Regions from separate parts of the Gossypium hirsutum genome. Here region 1 is linked to region 2. A link is a contact called in public Hi-C data. All regions are on one chromosome and are shown on one strand. Each heading gives the region's core, a stretch centred on a gene start, on an enhancer-like site or on the middle of the called end of the contact. The rest is flanking DNA. Distances are from core to core; before and after follow the strand shown.

Evidence for each region. Hi-C and Micro-C count contacts between places; a contact is called where the count stands out from the background.
Region 1: a contact with region 2 is called in a Hi-C map of seedling, with 4 times the contacts expected there. The contact joins the promoter of LOC107890568 here to the promoter of LOC107942320 in region 2. A contact is called at or near these places in 5 of 34 Hi-C or Micro-C datasets (hypocotyl, leaf and seedling).

The regions. Positions count from the first base shown.
Region 1 is chrA09:80,940,104-80,944,619 of Gossypium_hirsutum_v2.1, forward strand. It overlaps LOC107890568 (malate dehydrogenase, cytoplasmic), which reads left to right and starts at 2,303. Exons shown (of 7, transcript XM_016815056.2): 1 at 2,303-2,586; 2 at 2,717-2,875; 3 at 2,953-3,128; 4 at 3,211-3,488; 5 at 3,560-3,695; 6 at 3,769-3,880; 7 at 3,971-4,210. The coding sequence starts at 2,442. The coding sequence ends at 4,071. LOC121206276 reads right to left here and starts at 1,279. Exons shown (of 12, transcript XM_041077112.1): 1 at 1,089-1,279; 2 at 893-976; 3 at 349-444; 4 at 170-245; 5 at 1-73. The coding sequence starts at 1,142.
Region 2 is chrA09:80,811,781-80,815,828 of Gossypium_hirsutum_v2.1, forward strand. LOC107942320 reads right to left here and starts at 2,280. Exons shown (of 13, transcript XM_041077108.1): 1 at 1,837-2,280; 2 at 918-1,067; 3 at 456-626; 4 at 144-287. The coding sequence starts at 2,070.

The DNA of each region.
Region 1 (4,516 bases), core at 1,053-3,552, 130 kb after region 2:
CTTGAACCAAGACCAACACTACTCTTCAAGGCTTTGTGGAAGAGAGCATTCTTGGGTCCAACAACAAGAGGATCTGAAGACCAAAGAACATTTATTTAAAGCAAAACACTTGAGAGTAGTAAGGGGAGAAGAATCAGAGCAAATGAACTTTTATGAAAAGAAAAGGTACCATCAACTCCACTAACTTCAAGCATAAAAACAGCACGAGGTCTATCAAACGGATTAGAAATGAGAACCTCATTCAGCTGCAAAAAAGCGTCGGATATCTTTGAATTAAAGCTTCTAAGAAGAGAAATAGGAAAACTAACAAATTTATTACTGAGGACAGGTAACACTAAAGAGCGTGACCTTAGATGAGCCAGCAGCTGAAAGTGTAATGGGTGGTGGAAAACCAAGCAAGACTGATGCAGTCGCACCAACTTCAGGTAACAACATTGGCTCTGACTGTTAAAGGAGACATGACAAAGGTTATTCCAATATCAGTAAGCCGCATATATATACATATGGACAAAGTAATTTCCCCTACTATCCAAAGTCCATCTAGAAACACATTGAAAAACTTTATATCATATAAAAATGGCAGACTGACAGAAAATGATAGTAACATCAAATTATCAATACAATCTTTAACATTAATCAATTTAAAACTAGTAATAATACAAAGAACAAGAAAGCTCTTATACATAGTAAAACATCTACATAAAACAAAATCACTAAATTAAAATACTACATAAGTTCCAGATGTTATTTTCCAATTTTACATATTCTGGACAATTCAACTTAACTATCCACAATCTCTTAATACTTAAAATCTTCACCAAATTATAATTCTTGAAACCTAATTATAAATGAGTGAATTAAATTAGAGTATAAATAAATAACTAAATAAAACCTGAGAGACATCGTTAGAGGATGGAGCGCGAAGGAATTGATGAGTAGAACTGTCGATGAAGAAAACTGATGCAATAGATTCAGCCTACAGTAACAAAAATCAGAAAAAGAAAGAAAGAAATTGAATCAACTAAAAGAAAAATTACAATCAGATATAATTATATGAAAATAAAACAAGAGATTTAGAGATAACAAACCCTAGAGATTGAGAAGAGAAGTGATGAGATCAGGAAAAAATCTATAATCTTCATGGTAAGAAAAATGATTGATTGAGGGAAAGCGCGAGAGCGATCTGTGTTCTGTTCTTTTACCAATTTAATCTGTGTGGAAAAAATATGGTTCAAAAAACCGTGTGGATTGAGGTAAGTATTTTACCTACAATTATTATAAGCAAAATTAAAATTGTTATCTAAAAATATTATAAGCAATTAATTAATTTTTTAAAACTAAAAAATATTTTTATAATCTTTATACTTTTAAATAATTTTAATAATTTTTAATTATTTAAAAAAATTAATTTTAAAAAATTAATTAATTATTTATGTGAACAGCAAAGTTAACAACTACTTTTTCTCTTTTTGAGTGATTCCACAAACAAGTTTAAAAAAAATTAAATAGAACTAAAATGAATTTTTGTAAACTTGAAGTTCAAATAAATTATTCTATCTATTTTTTATAATATTAATTTGTCTCTTGAATTTGTTTAGAAATTTTAATTTTTTTATGTGATTAGTACTTTAACTTGTATTATATCATCTAGGTTAATACATATGCACTAATACCGTTTATTTTTTTAATGTGAATTGATAATCAATCTATTAATGACACATGATAGTTCATTAATATGCCACATGAAAAATATAAAAGAAACTTTAAAATATATAAATTAATAAAAAAGTTATAATTTTTTTTTTCAGAATGTACCTAAATAAAATTTGTACTATTCTTTTGTTATTTTTTTTAATTTATGCTTATCACATAGTATTTTGAAAAGCTGCTGCATGTAATCACTAGATTAATTACTAATGTTATTGCAACACAAATTAATAGAGTTAGTGTGGAGATATCAATAAGTGATTAAATAAAAATTTAAGTACCAATTAGATATTTTTGGATAAATTCAAGGGGAAATACATATTAACACTTTTAGTTACCAGTGCTGTCCGTACGTACTGTTCTTCTTCCTTAGCAAAGCTGATTGATTCCCGTGAAGAAAACTTTATATATTTCAATTGGCCTGTAAGTATAGGAAAACCCATCATTGCACGTTTAGTTGTTAATGAAAGCAAGCTTCCATATACTGTTTTATTTATGTTCTTTGTCCTTCACCCATTTTCTTGACAATCATATGGAAGCTAGATTCTTTTCTTTATAGTAGAGAGCTCTTGATGGTTTTTTCCTTCATTCCTTGCACACTTCCTTTTAGCATCTGATTTCCTCATTGTGATCATCTCTGAGGTTCTTACACCAATGATATCATATACATACATATGTATATATAGTCATGAATTCAACAGAGGCCTTTATATCATCGTTTGATTTGGGAAAGCATGGAACAGGAGTATATTATTTTGCTTCAGAAAATCTTGGTAGTTCTATTTTCTGTAACTTTGTTCTGGAAGATAATCAAGCACATCTGTGGTCTATTGGTCATAGAAAAAGAGCCTGTGACGGTACTCGTTACCGGCGCTGCAGGCAAGCTTGAAGCAATTCTTGTCTTTTTATCATCTTTTTTCCTTTATCAAATATGACAAATCGTGCACATAAATCATAAATAGTTTCATTTATGCTTATGTAGTTTCAAAAGTTTGATTTTCTTCAACAGGACAAATTGGCTATGCTCTTCTTCCCATGATTGCGAGGGGGGTCATGTTAGGCCCTGATCAGCCTGTAATTATTCACATGCTTGATATCGAACCTGCAGCTGAGGCCTTGAATGGAGTCAAAATGGAACTGATTGATGCTGCCTTTCCTCTGCTCAAAGGTATATATATGTCTCATGACTCCCATTTTCTTGGTTGAAAATTACTTATGATTTCTCGTCATGTTGTTTCGAAAAAGATGTTGTTGCGACGACGGATGTTGTCGAAGCCTGTCAGGGCGTCAATATAGCTGTCATGGTTGGCGGATTCCCACGGAAAGAAGGTATGGAAAGGAAGGATGTGATGTCCAAGAACGTATCGATTTATAAAGCTCAAGCTTCGGCCTTGGAACAGCATGCTGCTCCTGACTGCAAGGTGAGAAAACCAGTCTAATTACCAATACAAATTGTTATGAAATTTGACATCAGATATATTAGTACCAGTTCTTATCATCCAGGTGCTAGTGGTTGCCAATCCAGCCAACACCAACGCACTTATCTTGAAAGAATTTGCACCTTCAATTCCGGAGAAAAACATCACTTGCCTTACTCGTCTCGATCATAACAGAGCATTAGGCCAAATCTCTGAGAAGCTAAACGTTCATGTTAGTGATGTGTGGAATGTTATCATATGGGGAAATCACTCGTCCACTCAATATCCAGACATTAATCATGCAACTGTCAAAACCACAAATGGAGAGAAATCTGTTAGAGATGCCATAGCAAATGATAATTGGTAACAAGAAACCCCTAGTCTATCTTGATGCTTTTTAATAAGTTTCCAATCGTTATAATAACTCTTCCTAGGTTGAACACCGAGTTCATTACCACGGTGCAGCAGAGAGGGGCCACCATTATCAAAGCTCGCAAGCTATCGAGTGCATTGTCAGCTGCAAGTGCTGCTTGTGATCATATACGTGATTGGGTTCTTGGAACACCCAAGGTCGTTAATCTTTATTTTTACATTGCTTCTTGTATTGACAACTCTATTATTTACTTTGGGTTCATTTGTTCAGGGAACATGGGTGTCCATGGGAGTGTACTCTGATGGGTCATATGGAATTCAGCCTGGCATTATGTACTCCTTCCCAGTTACATGTGAGAAAGGACAATGGTCAATTGTTAATGGTAAGTTGCATTCACTTCGACCATGCCAAAATTGATGCATACTTGAGGCAATGATTTGCTTATTTGAGAATATTTCATTGCAAATGGCAGGGCTCAAGATAGATGAATTGTCGAGGGAAAAAATGGATGCAACGGCGAAAGAGCTGATGGATGAGAAAACACTTGCCTATTCTTGCCTGATTGATGATTAAGTGAATGAATAGTTGGAGACTAATCAGTAGCTAATGAACTCATGAAAATCATTATCATAGTAATAATAAGGGAGAATAAGGCATTTTATTCTATTTGTAAATCTTTATCCAGGCTAACTTTGTGTTTATTTGCAGTGAACATCTGTCTTTATACATAAATTTGCAAAATTTCTCATTTACCTCAATACTACGTTAATTGAGGATTCCAAAATAAATATTGGATACCAATGTGTCAAATACGATAATTTTTTTAGCAATGAAAGATGAAATTATATATATTCAATTAACACAATTATGGTAATAAATAATTCTAGCCTAGTTCAACTTGTGTAGCGAGAATTGGTCATAGTAGCAGTTTAACGGTTAACCGATTAAATTGGATGAATCAGTCAGCCCAATTAGTTTATTTTGTTTTGTTCTGTTTTTAATAATTTATTTAATTAAA
Region 2 (4,048 bases), core at 1,030-3,529:
TCACCTATAATTGGTCTAAATGTAAGAACTAAAACTCTCTACTCCTAATAAGTTATTTTTTTGGAAAACGTTTGAGCCATAGAAGAAGAAGAAGAAGAAAAGAACTGATTCAATATGAAGAAATGCCAAAGTGATAATTCTACCTTATCACAAAGCTTTTGCAGCTCCATCATGGCAACAGGAGAAAGTATATCCGGTCGAATGCTCAATGCTTGCCCAAGCTTTATATACGCTGGGCCCAAAGAGGTAACAATTTCCCTTAATTCAATAGCTCTAGCCACTTCATTCTGTTAATAAAACAGAAACAAATTTGAACATGAAAATTTATGCGTGCATTTAGATGCTAACAAACACACACAAACAGCAAGGGAAGCTCAAAAACTTTAACGAGTTGCAACAGATAGTAACTGTATGATACGAGTTGCAACGAAGGTGATAGAGAATTGTGTGTTCACCTCTTTGACCTTCTTGTTTACCACATCCATAGCCAAGCGTGAGAGGAAACCCCCAGCAACAGATAGTAACTGTATGATACGAGTTGCAACAGCATGAGGCCGTTTCCCCCAGTATGCTGAGATGCTAGCCGGATCATATGCCAAAGGTAAGAACTCACTGCTTTCATCAACCTATGTAACGAGAAAATGATTTATGCTTGACCAACCAAAAATTTGGGCATAGCAAAATAAAGAAATGGCACACTAGCTAGAAATTGCAAGCCCAGTAAATGGTGTCGGCTATAGCATCACTAAACCAGCCCTAATGGCATTAAACTTTTCAAAAGCTTTCAAAACATTTCACTTTCCGAAAATGAAATGAGTTGTCCCCTGTACTAAAACATCAAGCTGAGAGAATAAAAGTAGATTAGAAGTCTAGAATTCAAACATGACAGATATATGCTACAATAACTGTATTTTTACCTCAACCAACCGAAGCTGAATATTGTCATCAGCAAACTGTGAATCCCGTAAATTTTGGCCACGAAGTCCTCTCATTAGTATAGCCAAATCTTCATTTTCTTCCATTTGTGCTCTCACTCTTTTTATTTCCTGTGAAACGTCTCCCATCCTCTGGTAGCTCAATTATCACCAAAGCAAATAAGTAAAAGAACACTAAAACATTGACCAAAAGCAAAATCAGCAATTCAAAAATTTAAAAGTTTTATACTCATTAGTAATTAATATATAACATAAACTCTTCCGTGTGCATAATTCAGTAAAAAACCAAATGAACCACCGACCAAATTAATTTGAGCTAAATTAATTAATATGGATTATGGTATAAACTTTTTAAAAATTTTGGTTCTCACTTAATTTGAATAGAAATTTAAAAAAAATAACAAAATTGCCCAAAAAATATATATAAAACGTTATATTTATAATCTTTATTAGATTTATTAAGTTTTATATGTAGAAGTTTTTAACTTATTATAAATGTGCTTTTGTAGGGATACATGTTTAACTGATAAATATGTATTAGATTATTATACTTACTAAAAAGAATTAAAACGTAATTTTAATTCATTGATGGTAGAGTTGGATTAATTATCAAAATAATTGTGGTTGGCTACCGCTAAACTTTTTATAATTCGGGCGGATTATTCATAATATAAAGTAACAATTCAATTAATTCGATTAACGATGTTTTCGACTGAACCGACCGACCAATAGTTACACAATGGTATTCACAATAAATAAATAAATAATACTTAATTTTTCTTTTCATTTTTCATTGCTGTCTCAGCAACCAGACTAAAGTTGACCACGTGAAATCAAATCTCATTTCACCAAAAAAAAAACTATTTCCAATAAAAATAAGAATTGGTTTTTTATTTTTTACCGTAGAAACTCCGTTCACGGACTTTTTAGATAAGGAGGACTTGGAGGAGCCGTTGACGTTGTTGTTTGAAGGAGAGGACTGAGACGGAGTCTTACGAGTAGGTTTAGGGTCGGTTGCTACAGCGAGAACCGGTCTGGTTCGAGTACGAATAGATACTCTGTTAGAGCGCGGGGAAGAGAAACGGACGGGATCGACACCGCAGTAGACGAGCCACGGCGGCGCTGCTGCGTCCATGGCGGAATTGACGATGGAAACTTCTTTCTAGAGAGAGAAACACAACGAATTTTAGAGAGAGAGAGGAAGATAGTTCTGATTTCTGAATCTGAGGAATTTCGAGTGGAAAACAGAAAAAAGAGTGCATTTTAACGCTTTTTTTTGTTTTTGTGTTTAGGTGGAACGAATGAGGGCCTGGCCGTCGGAGGAAAACGTGGCAAAAGCTGGAGCAAGGAAAGGCCATTATTTAATATTTTCTAAAATATTATTATCTCTAAAATATTAACCGTTGGTTTCCCGCGGGCGAGTGTCTAGAGGTAGTGGGGTAAATCGTTTTCTCTTTTTATTATTATTTAATGACATAATAATTTTTTTTCCCTCTAACCTTATAAAAAAATTATTTTAGCCCTCTAATTAATTTTTCATTTCTTTTAATCTTTAAATCTGTATTTTTATTAAATTTATCTAAAATAGATTGAAAAATTAATATTTGTTAACTTTACTGATATGACATATATGTGAATTATTGTATAGATGACATGTCAGCATTTAATTATTTTTTAAAATTTTAAAAATACTAAAAATATGTATTGTTAATAATTTTAAAAATAATTTTTTAAATTTTTAAATAAATTAAGTTTTAAAAAATCAATTAAATATGGACTTGTTAACTATATAGTAATGCGTTACATCAAGAAAATAAAAAATATTAACTTTTTCAACCATTTTATGTAATTTAATAAAAAAATATAAATTTAAAAGCTATAAAAAAACAGAAAATTAAATAGAAAACTAAAATAATTATTTTTGAAGTTAGAAGCGAAAAATGTTATTATGTCTTAATTAGCAACATTTATATGCACTTAAATATTTGTACTATTACTAAAAGGGTTAATTGATATATTGATAGAGAGTAATGGCATGCACGTTGTACTATTAGTAACATAATTTGAGTTTAATTTTTGGAGATAATATAATTGGAAGTGGTAAATACAAATTTTAAAATAAATAATTTTTAGGAGAATATAATAGAAATGGAAGATTTATTTATTTTACATCAATTTTATATAAATATAAATTATTTTTGAAGGATATGTCATAATTTAATTAATTACCGTGTTTTGAGGAATTTTTTATATTTTAATAAATTTAGAAAAATACATTTACACAAAAAGAATATTAAAATCTAAAAATTAGAAAAAAAAACATTGATCTTTATTATTTATCTGTTGTCATTTTAATCTAAACTATAATTATTTTTCTTAATTTTTAAAAAAATTGTCACACGACATCGTAAGCGTGTCCTAGTCTACTATAAAAAAAATAGAACAATAAATTAATAACTCTAATAAAAAAAAGTAAATTAGCAATGAGGTAAAACCTGTAATTTCAAATTAATTTTACGTATTTCTTTAATTTTTATATGATTATTTTTTAAAAAAATCCATTCATCATTCATATTTTATTTACTTTTTACATGTTAAATGTTGGGAATATTTAAAAATGTTTAATTATTTACTTAATGAATAAAACTTTTAATCATTATATTTAATTATTTAAAATTTTTAAAATTTTCAATTTCTTATAAAAAATCACCTAGATTAAACAACTTGAATTCAAAACATAAAAAGAAAAAAAAATTAATTTGATGTATTTATCTATTTAATTTTTTTTATTTATAATTTTAACTAATTTTTTATTTTAATTTCATACCCATTGTATATGTATTATTATATTATTAATTTTAAACATTATCTTTGATTATTATTTTATGTTATTTTTAAATACACACTTGTACTATAAGTACGTGATTTTCACACTCATATGAGTGTGATAGGATTTTTACTATTTATATTTAAACACTTCATTATAAAAAATTATAAATCTAAAAATCGAACACGTGTTATTTTAGTAAACCCAAAAATTACAAAATCTAGTATTTATAAACTCAATTTCTTGACATCTTATTTTAGTAAAAGAAATAACTAAATTCGTAAAG